Regions from separate parts of the Rattus norvegicus genome. Here region 1 is linked to region 2. Evidence: chromatin contacts called from public Hi-C data. All regions are on one chromosome and are shown on one strand. Each heading gives the region's core, a stretch centred on a gene start, on an enhancer-like site or on the middle of the called end of the contact. The rest is flanking DNA. Distances are from core to core; before and after follow the strand shown.

The links. Hi-C and Micro-C count contacts between places; a contact is called where the count stands out from the background.
Region 1: a contact with region 2 is called in a Hi-C map of the A7r5 cell line, with 3 times the contacts expected there. The contact joins the enhancer-like site here to the promoter of Gsg1 in region 2. A contact is called at or near these places in 2 of 12 Hi-C or Micro-C datasets (the A7r5 cell line and Schwann cells).

The regions. Positions count from the first base shown.
Region 1 is chr4:170,945,693-170,950,151 of GRCr8, forward strand. No RefSeq gene overlaps it. Among named protein-coding and RNA genes, the nearest start is that of Rnu2-63, 49 kb to the left of the region's middle. Within about 2 kb of position 1,834, at least 9 of the 93 cell types and tissues checked have an H3K27ac peak or open chromatin away from gene starts, as enhancers often do. A contact at or near this core is called in the A7r5 cell line, where this site is marked.
Region 2 is chr4:169,836,065-169,840,462 of GRCr8, forward strand. It overlaps Gsg1 (germ cell associated 1), which reads right to left and starts at 2,315. Exons shown (of 6, transcript NM_001013166.1): 1 at 2,139-2,315. The coding sequence starts at 2,186. It also overlaps a transcript of Fam234b not described here.

The DNA.
Region 1 (4,459 bases), core at 584-3,083, 1.1 Mb after region 2:
CCTAATCTGGGTAACAACCATGGAGCATGTGCAGTTAGAGGTGAATTCTCCTACGTCAAAAATCTCCAAGACATGGGCAGAAAGGGTATGAGAAACACCTGCCAGAGCCTTGATTCATACAGATCTTTTCAGCAACTATACAGCTGTTCCCAGCTCTGGAGATCCAACCCTGGGTTTCACACGAGCTTGGCCAATGATCTTCCCCTGAGCTGCACCCTAGGCCCAGGAACTTTGATTTCTTGGTTAGCTCCTCATTCTCTGTCTCTAACACTCAGTACCAGAAACTATGAAGGAGCTTTGCTCCCAGGGGTCAGAAGATCTGTGAAGAGCCACTGGGCTCCCACAGTCTCCTGAGTTAGTTCCTTGAACTAAACTGTTTTTCAGTCCATGTTTTCCCGGGTAAATCTGTGCTATCAAGCAGTTAGCCCACAGGATCAAAATGGCAGCCCAATCTTCCCCAGTATTCTAGGAGCTTGGAAGATGGCTGTGTGAGTAAAGCACTTGCTGCCTAGCATAAGGACCTGAGCTGACATCCCCAGCCCCCACATAAGTGCCAGCATGCTGTAACACCCCCTCCCCCACTCTCTCCCCACACCCATGCCTGATGTAGAGATGGAGACAGGAGGAGCTTTGTGGCCAGGCAAAAAAAGTAAGTGGGATAGGCTGGAGCAATGGCTCACCAGTTAAGAGGACTTCCAAAAGACCTGAGTTCGGTTCCAAGCACCCACAGTGGCCAGCTTACCATAACCTGTAACTCCAGCTCCAGGGACATGCAGTGCACAACCCCCACACAGACACACAAGCACATACATAATTAAAAATAATAAAAATAAATATTTTTCAAAGTAAAGGTAAGAGACAAAGGAAGACATGATTTCAACCTGTAGCTTCTGCACACAAGTGTATACACATGGATGAAGACCTGTACACACATTAAATAAGAACAACACACACACACACTCACACACTCTCACATGCTCACACACACACACATACTCTCACATGCTCACACACACACACTCACATACTCTCACATGCTCACACACACACTTTAAAATGAACAACTAGCCTGTCATAGACATATTTTACTGGCTGAACCGTCTCCCCACTCCCCAACCCCCTTTAATTTAATTTAATCTTGACTATGTAGCCCAAGCTGACCTCAAACTTATGGCAATCCTCCTGCTCCAGAGTCTCTGATGCTGGGATTATAGGTATGTGCTACCATGTCCAGCTAAGACTTCTCGACACCTCAGAAGGGGTGGGAGTTGTTGCCCCGGCTCACTACAGGTCCACATGTCGCCATGATATAGATGTCTGAGGCACCACTGGATTTCAGGCCAGACAAACAAAGATGGCAGTGGGGAGGGGGTGGAAATGGTTCCAGTCCTAACTCTACCTGCCTTAGCTCTGTGACCTTGGCTGAGGGATTCTGGTGTTTCTCCGTCTGAAGAAAACGAGTAAAACCCACTTGATGGTTACTGCCAGCATTGCCAGAAAACAGGTCGGAGAGATCACTAACACCAGTTTCCCTCCCCTGGGTTAACCCTGGCTACCTCTCCTTTTTTGAGGCCGCCTGGTTAATTTTACAAGGTGACTTGTACAGTGAGGTATGCTACCTTGTTTGTTTAAAAAAGAAAAAAAAAAAGAAGAAGAAAAAGAAAGAAAAGAAACTTAATTTCAAAGCTTCCTTATGGCAATCCTGTGACAGAAATAAAACCAGGCAGTTGTTGCTATGCAACGTCGGTAGCTTGCCGAGGGACTAGATACATCTTTGCGGTTACTTAGCTTTAGTCGGATGTTGAGTGATATTTTTCTGACTACCCAGTATTAGCCTGTTCTCATTACGTAAAGGCACAGTGGAGAGGGAATGTCTGGGAGGAAGTCCTGCCCTGAGGTTCGCTGAAGTTCACTGTTCCTCCAAACTGGCTTTCTGTGTCCTCTTTTCGTCTCTGGTTCTTTTTCTTTAATTGGTTTGGTCCCCCCCACACACACACTTTCCTCACTGTGATTTAAACAAAGATTACAAGTAGACAGGTGTAGTGCAGGCCTCTAGGCCCAATACTCAGGAGGCTGAGGCTGGAGGATTGTGGGTTTCAAGCCAACCTATGCTACAAAGCAAGAGCCTTATTTTAAAAATAAAAACATGGGCTCAGCAGGTCGGGCTGCCCACCACCAAGCCTGAAGGCCCGAGTTCAGTCCCCAGCACCCACGTGGTAAAAGAAGAACAAACCCATCACTTGTGATGGGGATTAAACTCCACAGCCCCTCACAGACTAAGCGAGCATTTACAAGTGGAGCTACAGCACAGCCTAGCTTGCTAGCTAATTGGGCAGTGCTGTGAAGCGCCCCTTGAAAAGGGGGCGGTTTAAAAAGAGGCTGGCCTTGTAGCCTAATTCATAACTAATGGCTATGGCTGGAGAGATGATTTTAAGCTCAGAGAGAGGGCAAGAAGATGGTTCCAGGTTCTGGGGCCTGTGGGCGAATTGAAAACGCACCTGAAAGCGCAAGATAAGCAAATTCCCATTCCTCTCGTTGGTGCGTCTTGGCGCCGGTTTTCAACAAACACTCCCTGTGGAAACGCAGGTCAACTACGCCACTGTGGGCCCATCCCGCACTGGGCCACGGGATATGGATACGCAACCTCTGACGGGTGCCGGAAATACTTACAGACTCCTGGCAAGGCCAAGTCTCACAGAAAGCAGAAGGAAGATGGAACTATGGGGGAGTATCCTGAGAAAGAGAGATGGAGACAGACAGACAGACAGATACATACAGAGAAAACAATTAGTCCTCTCTGGGAGGAAGAAGAGGTCAATGTTTAATGGAGGTGGCAGTTTGGGGTCAAGGTGAGAGGTGGGCGTGTGCAAAAGGACTGGGGGTGGGGGTGGGCGGTGAGGAACCACTCCGGGAGGGCTGGGAGCACCAATAATAAGGGTTTGGTTTCTAAATTCATTTGCCTATTTATAGTGCGCTTGAATGAGAGAAAGATTTCTGGTATGACATTTGGGCTTATCCTTCGAGCCACAGGAGTGAACGGGTTTTGCTAATCAGTGCATTGGGATGGGATCTGTGTTCCTGCTGCAAAGCCTTTCAGATTCTCAAAACTGACCCTTCAAACGCTCAGGCGAAGAAGTGAGCAAACCTTGTATCTCTCCACGGGCGAAAGGACTTTTAGCCACTGATGCTGCGTTTACAAAGTGGGGGATGTTTCTAAAAGACTAGGCTTATTCAGTCTGTTAGTTCTAAATAACAATGGTTATGATTCAGGATAAGACTCCAGCGTGGAGAACAGGACCTCTGTCCCTCTCCAGGAGCCCCCCCCCCCAAAGCTTCCAAGTTGCGGAGCGTTGATATTTAATAGATTTATAATGCACGGAGTGACCCCCTAGCAACCCAGGTAGATCTTAGCAACCACCAATATTTGTAAACCTCTCCACATTAACAAAAGATTTGTATTCCGTTTTCTGTCTCGATTCCCAAAACAACTGCAGAGAACGGTGTTATTTTTTATTTCCATTTTACAGGTAAGAAAACTGAGCTTCAGAAAGACACACTAGCTTGGGAACTGGCTCTGGGTTCTCTAGCTCACGCTCTGATAATTTTTTTTTTCACCCTGCTGATGGCAATGGTGTAGGCCATTGATTACGTTATGCACTGCTGTGACCAAAGAGCTGCAAAAGCAACTTGAAGAATTATTCTGGCTCACCATTCAAGGGCCCACGGTTCCTTGTGGTGGAGAAAGACTCACCATTTGAAGGGATACAGTCCATCATGGGGGAAGGCGTGGCAGCACTGCACCCACAAGCAGGAAGCAGAGAGCAATGGGGCTGGTGTTCAAGTTTCCTGGGACCCCATTCCATGGGAGGGCACCTCCCACATTTAAGGTGGGCCTCCCCAGTGCAATTAACAACATGGAGACAATCCCTAAATACGGACTTGTCTTGCCTGAGATTCCAATCAGGAGGACAGGATTAACCATCACAGGGACAAGTGCAACAGCCAAGTCCCCTGCACAGAACTGTGTTGTGTACTGACAGTCGCCTTACATATCTGCTAACAATCCTGGCCATGTCTGAGTCCCATAGAAACAGTAACACCTGCTAGCCAGTGTCAAGATGTTGCAAAACCAAGATTCTCTGGTACAGAGCACAAAGCAAATGATGAACTCATCTGTATCCATTCAGGAGCCCTGCCCACACCTCCCCCAAAGCCTAAACAACCATCCAGGTATTAAACTTGATGACAGACCATTTTCACCTTGCCACCGTTGTGAAGAAAAAGAGAAACAGACAGGTCTTATCGCCATGGAGTGTCTCTCCTAAATGACAAAGAAGCAAGGGCATGTTTTTTACAGCCAATCACATTGCCACACACCACAGGGATTTCATTTTAATTAATGTTTATTTATTCTTGGTTTTCTGAGACAGGGTCTCACATGGTCCAGGCCTGCCTCCTC
Region 2 (4,398 bases), core at 1,065-3,564:
CTCAGAAAATAGCAATGATCTCATTACCAGTATTATCTTTAGTCTGACCAGAGGACAAACCGATCACTCATAACAGTGACAGATCGGAAATGTTCTGAACATTTCAAGACGGGTGATTCCCTACAGATTAGCATCATGTCATTTTGATGTGGCTGGAGCCTTCCGAACTTTAACTGCATATCGTGGGACATCGAACTCCTTCGTTTGATGAGACTTTGAAATGTTTCCCAGAGGACATTTATGACCTTTCAGATGCCCGCTCCGTATTTAACTCAGGACCTCCCATTTTACCCCACTTTTAAGGACCCACATAACCCCAAGTGCTCCCACGGTGGGTCACAAATACTGGCAATTCCCTCATTTAATGCTCATTGGGAGGGGCCAAAGGAAAACACTTGGGACCTCCCTCCAGCCTTTCCCTTTCCGCTTTGTCATGGAATTGTTTGAAGGCTTTTGCTTTGGCAGTCATTTCCAGGAGAGGAAGCCCTCCTCCCCTCCCTCTGCCTTTCTTCCATGCCCTAAGCTACTGGCTGGCATGAATCAGAGGGACAGCCACATCTGCACTTCCTGTGGGGCAATCTTTCACGTGCAAGTGACTGCTTAGGACACTAGGCTGGCTCCACTCCGGCTGGCTGCCCGGGTGTCTCCGGGACTGAGGGATTCAATGATGAAGAGGGGTGCCAGGAACGTAGCTTTCCCTAGAGTACAAGCTCGCCCTTTCCCACCCTAGCGTGCATTCCTTCGTTGCATGTTTTCCTTCCCTTTCTCCCCTCATCTTCACCCTCTCTGTCTCGGTGCCTGAGCCAGAGGAGATTTCTCCACGCTTCCCCATGAGTAACCCTCCAGTCGGTGTTTACTACGGCGCCCCAGTTGCCTAGCAGCGGGCGTGGTTGCCACGGCGACGCACCAGGACGTGTTTTGAATTGTTTCGCAGTGCCCCGCCCTTGCGCAGCCCGCGCTTATGACTTCTAGGACGGGTGTGGCAAGGAACCACGAGGTTTCTTCCTCTTTCTCTTCCTGGGGTGGGTCCTGCGTCGGTCGGCCTACCCGGCAGGCAAGGACCCGCCCAGGGGAGAGACCGGATCCTGGGGTAAATTCCTCACACCAGGTGGGACAAGTGTCCTGCTTGCTGTCAAATTTCAAATCAAGCATTTCCCTGTTCCCCCCAAAATGCGGTTCTCTAGGTCCTTTCTGAAGAAGGGGTAAAGTAGGCCTGCCTCGTTTTGTAGATAGGAGAGGTGAGAACATGAACCCCTCAACACATCTGAGGTCTAGTGGTTACCTACCTGCTTCCCCAAGGACTGACGGGGGAGGAGGGGGGTCCTCTACAGTTTTGACCTGAAGATCTAAAGAGGTGGAAGGAAAGCGGAATCTAAGGAAAAAGCATCCCATACTACCGGGCCAGGGGCTAGACAGTTCGCTAACCGCTCCCTAGGCCCCTGTACCCTACCAGATACAGAGGCGTCTCCATTGTACCGCTTGAATCCGGTCTTTGATTTGCACGAGATCACAAATGTAGACATGGCAGTCGGCATTCAGTCCTGCAACCCTAGAAGGCTCATTGCTTTTGAAGGAACGTGCCCACACAACAAAGGGCAGGCAGACACTTTTAACAAAAGCTGCAGATTTCGGGTGGCATCAGGGAAGGGCCTCCAGAATGAAGCGAGGGTTCAAGTATTCTGGGCTTTCTATTTCTTAGCTCCATGTCAACAGACTTCCCTGTAAGCCTGCCCCTTCTCTAGAGAACCAATCCTAAAAGATAATAAAATTTCAAGCTCTGACTGGCTTCTGCTCTCACGTTCATATGTGTAAGGGCTCCCCCAGTTGATGGTTGATATCGGGTACTTTTGGGTCTTCTATATGAACTTGGGGAAGCTGCCTTAGCCCACACTGCCGGCTCTTCTCGGTTTTGAGCTCTGCCCCAGTCTCACAGATGCTCCTGTCTTAGGCTAGCTTGGCCTTCTGAACACACTCGTTCACTGCGCCGTAACCATATATTACTCCCCCCCCCCCCCGTGTGTGTGTGTGTGTGTGTGTGTGTGTGTGTGTGTGTGTGTGTGAGTTCATGCCACTAGAGATCAGGCTCAAAATAGTGAATTAATCAGTTTTCACAACATTTCCAAAAGCTGTGTACCTACCTCCTGGGTGAGACAAACATTTTGAGTCAGCTGACAGGAGTCGCTCATTCACTGTTGAGGTTCTGAAACAGGTGTCTCAGTTTCTGCTCCGACAGGTCTTAATTAGTTTCGTGGCTCAGATGTTGAGGGAGAGGATGCACCAGGCCCCCCTCTTGCCAGCAGAGGGGTAAGGTGGTGTGTGGAGAGCTGAGCGAGGATGAATGCCTTCAGTCAGGACATCAGCTTGGGTAGGGCACGGGTTACTATGATGTCACTCTGTGATGTCATAGTAGCAGGCAGGGTTCTCTCCCCTGGATGCCCCACCCACTCCCCTCCCAACCCTAGAAAGACCAGGCTGGGAGAAGGGCACCCTCAGTACCTCTCAGAAGCCAGATGTCTCCTGAGGTTTTTTTTTTTTTTGACCCAATTGATAAGATATAATTGCCCAATTAAACATACAAAGCCCAGTACCATCCATCCCTTAGGAGCATTAATAACAACCTGTAAATACATAGAGCAGAATCTTAACGTCACCTGCCATGGCTTCTCACCCTCTTCTCTCCTCCTGAGGTCTATCAATCCGTACTTATTGTGTATAAAAAAAGACCTGGGGAGTTCATTCAAACATAAATCTGAAGGCTAGGGATGGTTGGCATATGGCACCAAACAGATCACAGTGGCTTGGGAGGCTTGCCCACTGCTGTGAAAGAGAATTACAGTTGTGAGTCCCATAAATCTTAAAATGTTCTAACACCCCCCCCCCCCATTCGAAATAGCAATACCAGTGAATTCTTACCCAATGCTGGGTGACAGCAGAGCCCCTCCCCCAACAACCACTTGAAGAACATATTGTTCTTAAAATGTAAATGCATTAAAATGAAATATAACAACTTAAGTTGTACCATTTCCATTATGAGGGCTCAAAAGCCTCATGTAGTAAGTAGCTACTGTGTTGGACTTTCTAACTTTAGACCATTCCTGAAGAGGCCATGATGCACAGAGTGGCCATTTTAAAGGACCACTGTCTGGAAATCTGGGAGACATTCACCACCAGGTTTATTTTTATTTGAAACAGGGCCTTAAACTGAATCTGGCCTTGAACTCTCTCCATCCTCCCCCTTCTACCTCCCAAGTGCCAGGATGACGGTGGCGTCCACCACACCTTGAGATTTCAGTCTTGCTTTGCAACAGGCTCTGACCATAGCTAAACCTGGTCTGGAACTCACTATATAACAAGATTGGCCTTCGACTCATGGCAATCCTCCAGCCTCGGTTTCTTGAGTACCAAGACTACAGGTGTGAGCCACCATGCCAAGTTCATGCTGAGTTTTAGTAGACGCAATTCAGTTGATGCTGATGTACAACTCAGAACTGAAAGGATCTGTCCTGTGCAACACGGAACCCTCAGACCCTCTCTGAGATCCTTTCTCTTCCTTACCAAGGCATCCAGATCCTAACCTCTGGGACCCTTGATTCTAGACTCAATCCCCTTACTCCAGCTGCAAGAACTCTCCTTTCCCTCTGAGCTTCTATAGCATGCCTGGTCTGCCGACGCAAAGATTTTTCTTCTTTATTTCCTTTTCTGTTCTCTTTCCATCCCTTCCCCTCCTATTTTCTCCCCTCCCCTCTCCTCCCTTCCCCCGTTCACTTCTGTCTTAGGGTTTCTATGGCTGAGAGGAGACATTGTGACCAAGGCATCTCTTATAAAGGACAACATTTAATTGGGGCCAGCTTATGGTTTCCTCCAGTTCATTATCATCATGACGGACAGCATGGCAGTGTCCAGGCAGGCACGGTGCTGGAGGAGCTGAGAGTTCTACATCTTGTTCCGAAGGCAAACAGAAGACTAGCTCCCACATGGCTAGGAGGAGGGTCTTAAAGCTTACCTCCTAAAGTGGCGCTTCCTCCAATAAGGTCACACCAACCCCAACAAGGCCACACCTCCTGGGACAAGCAGATTCAAATCACCACATTCCACTCTCTGGCCCTTATAGGCTAGGTCAAACCTGTCTATGGAGGCCATTCCTAGCCACAGCATAATGCAAAATACATTAGTCTAACTTCAAAAGTCTCATAGTCTATAATAGTTTCAACATTGTTAAAAGTCTAAAGTTCAAAGTATTTTCTGAGATTCATTCAATCACTTAACTGTAATCTCCTATAAAGTAAAAATCAGAAAGCAGATCACATTACCTTAAACACCATAGGATATACATTACCATTCCAAAACATCACAGTGAGAAAATACTGGACCGAGCAAGACCAAAATCCAGCCGGGCAA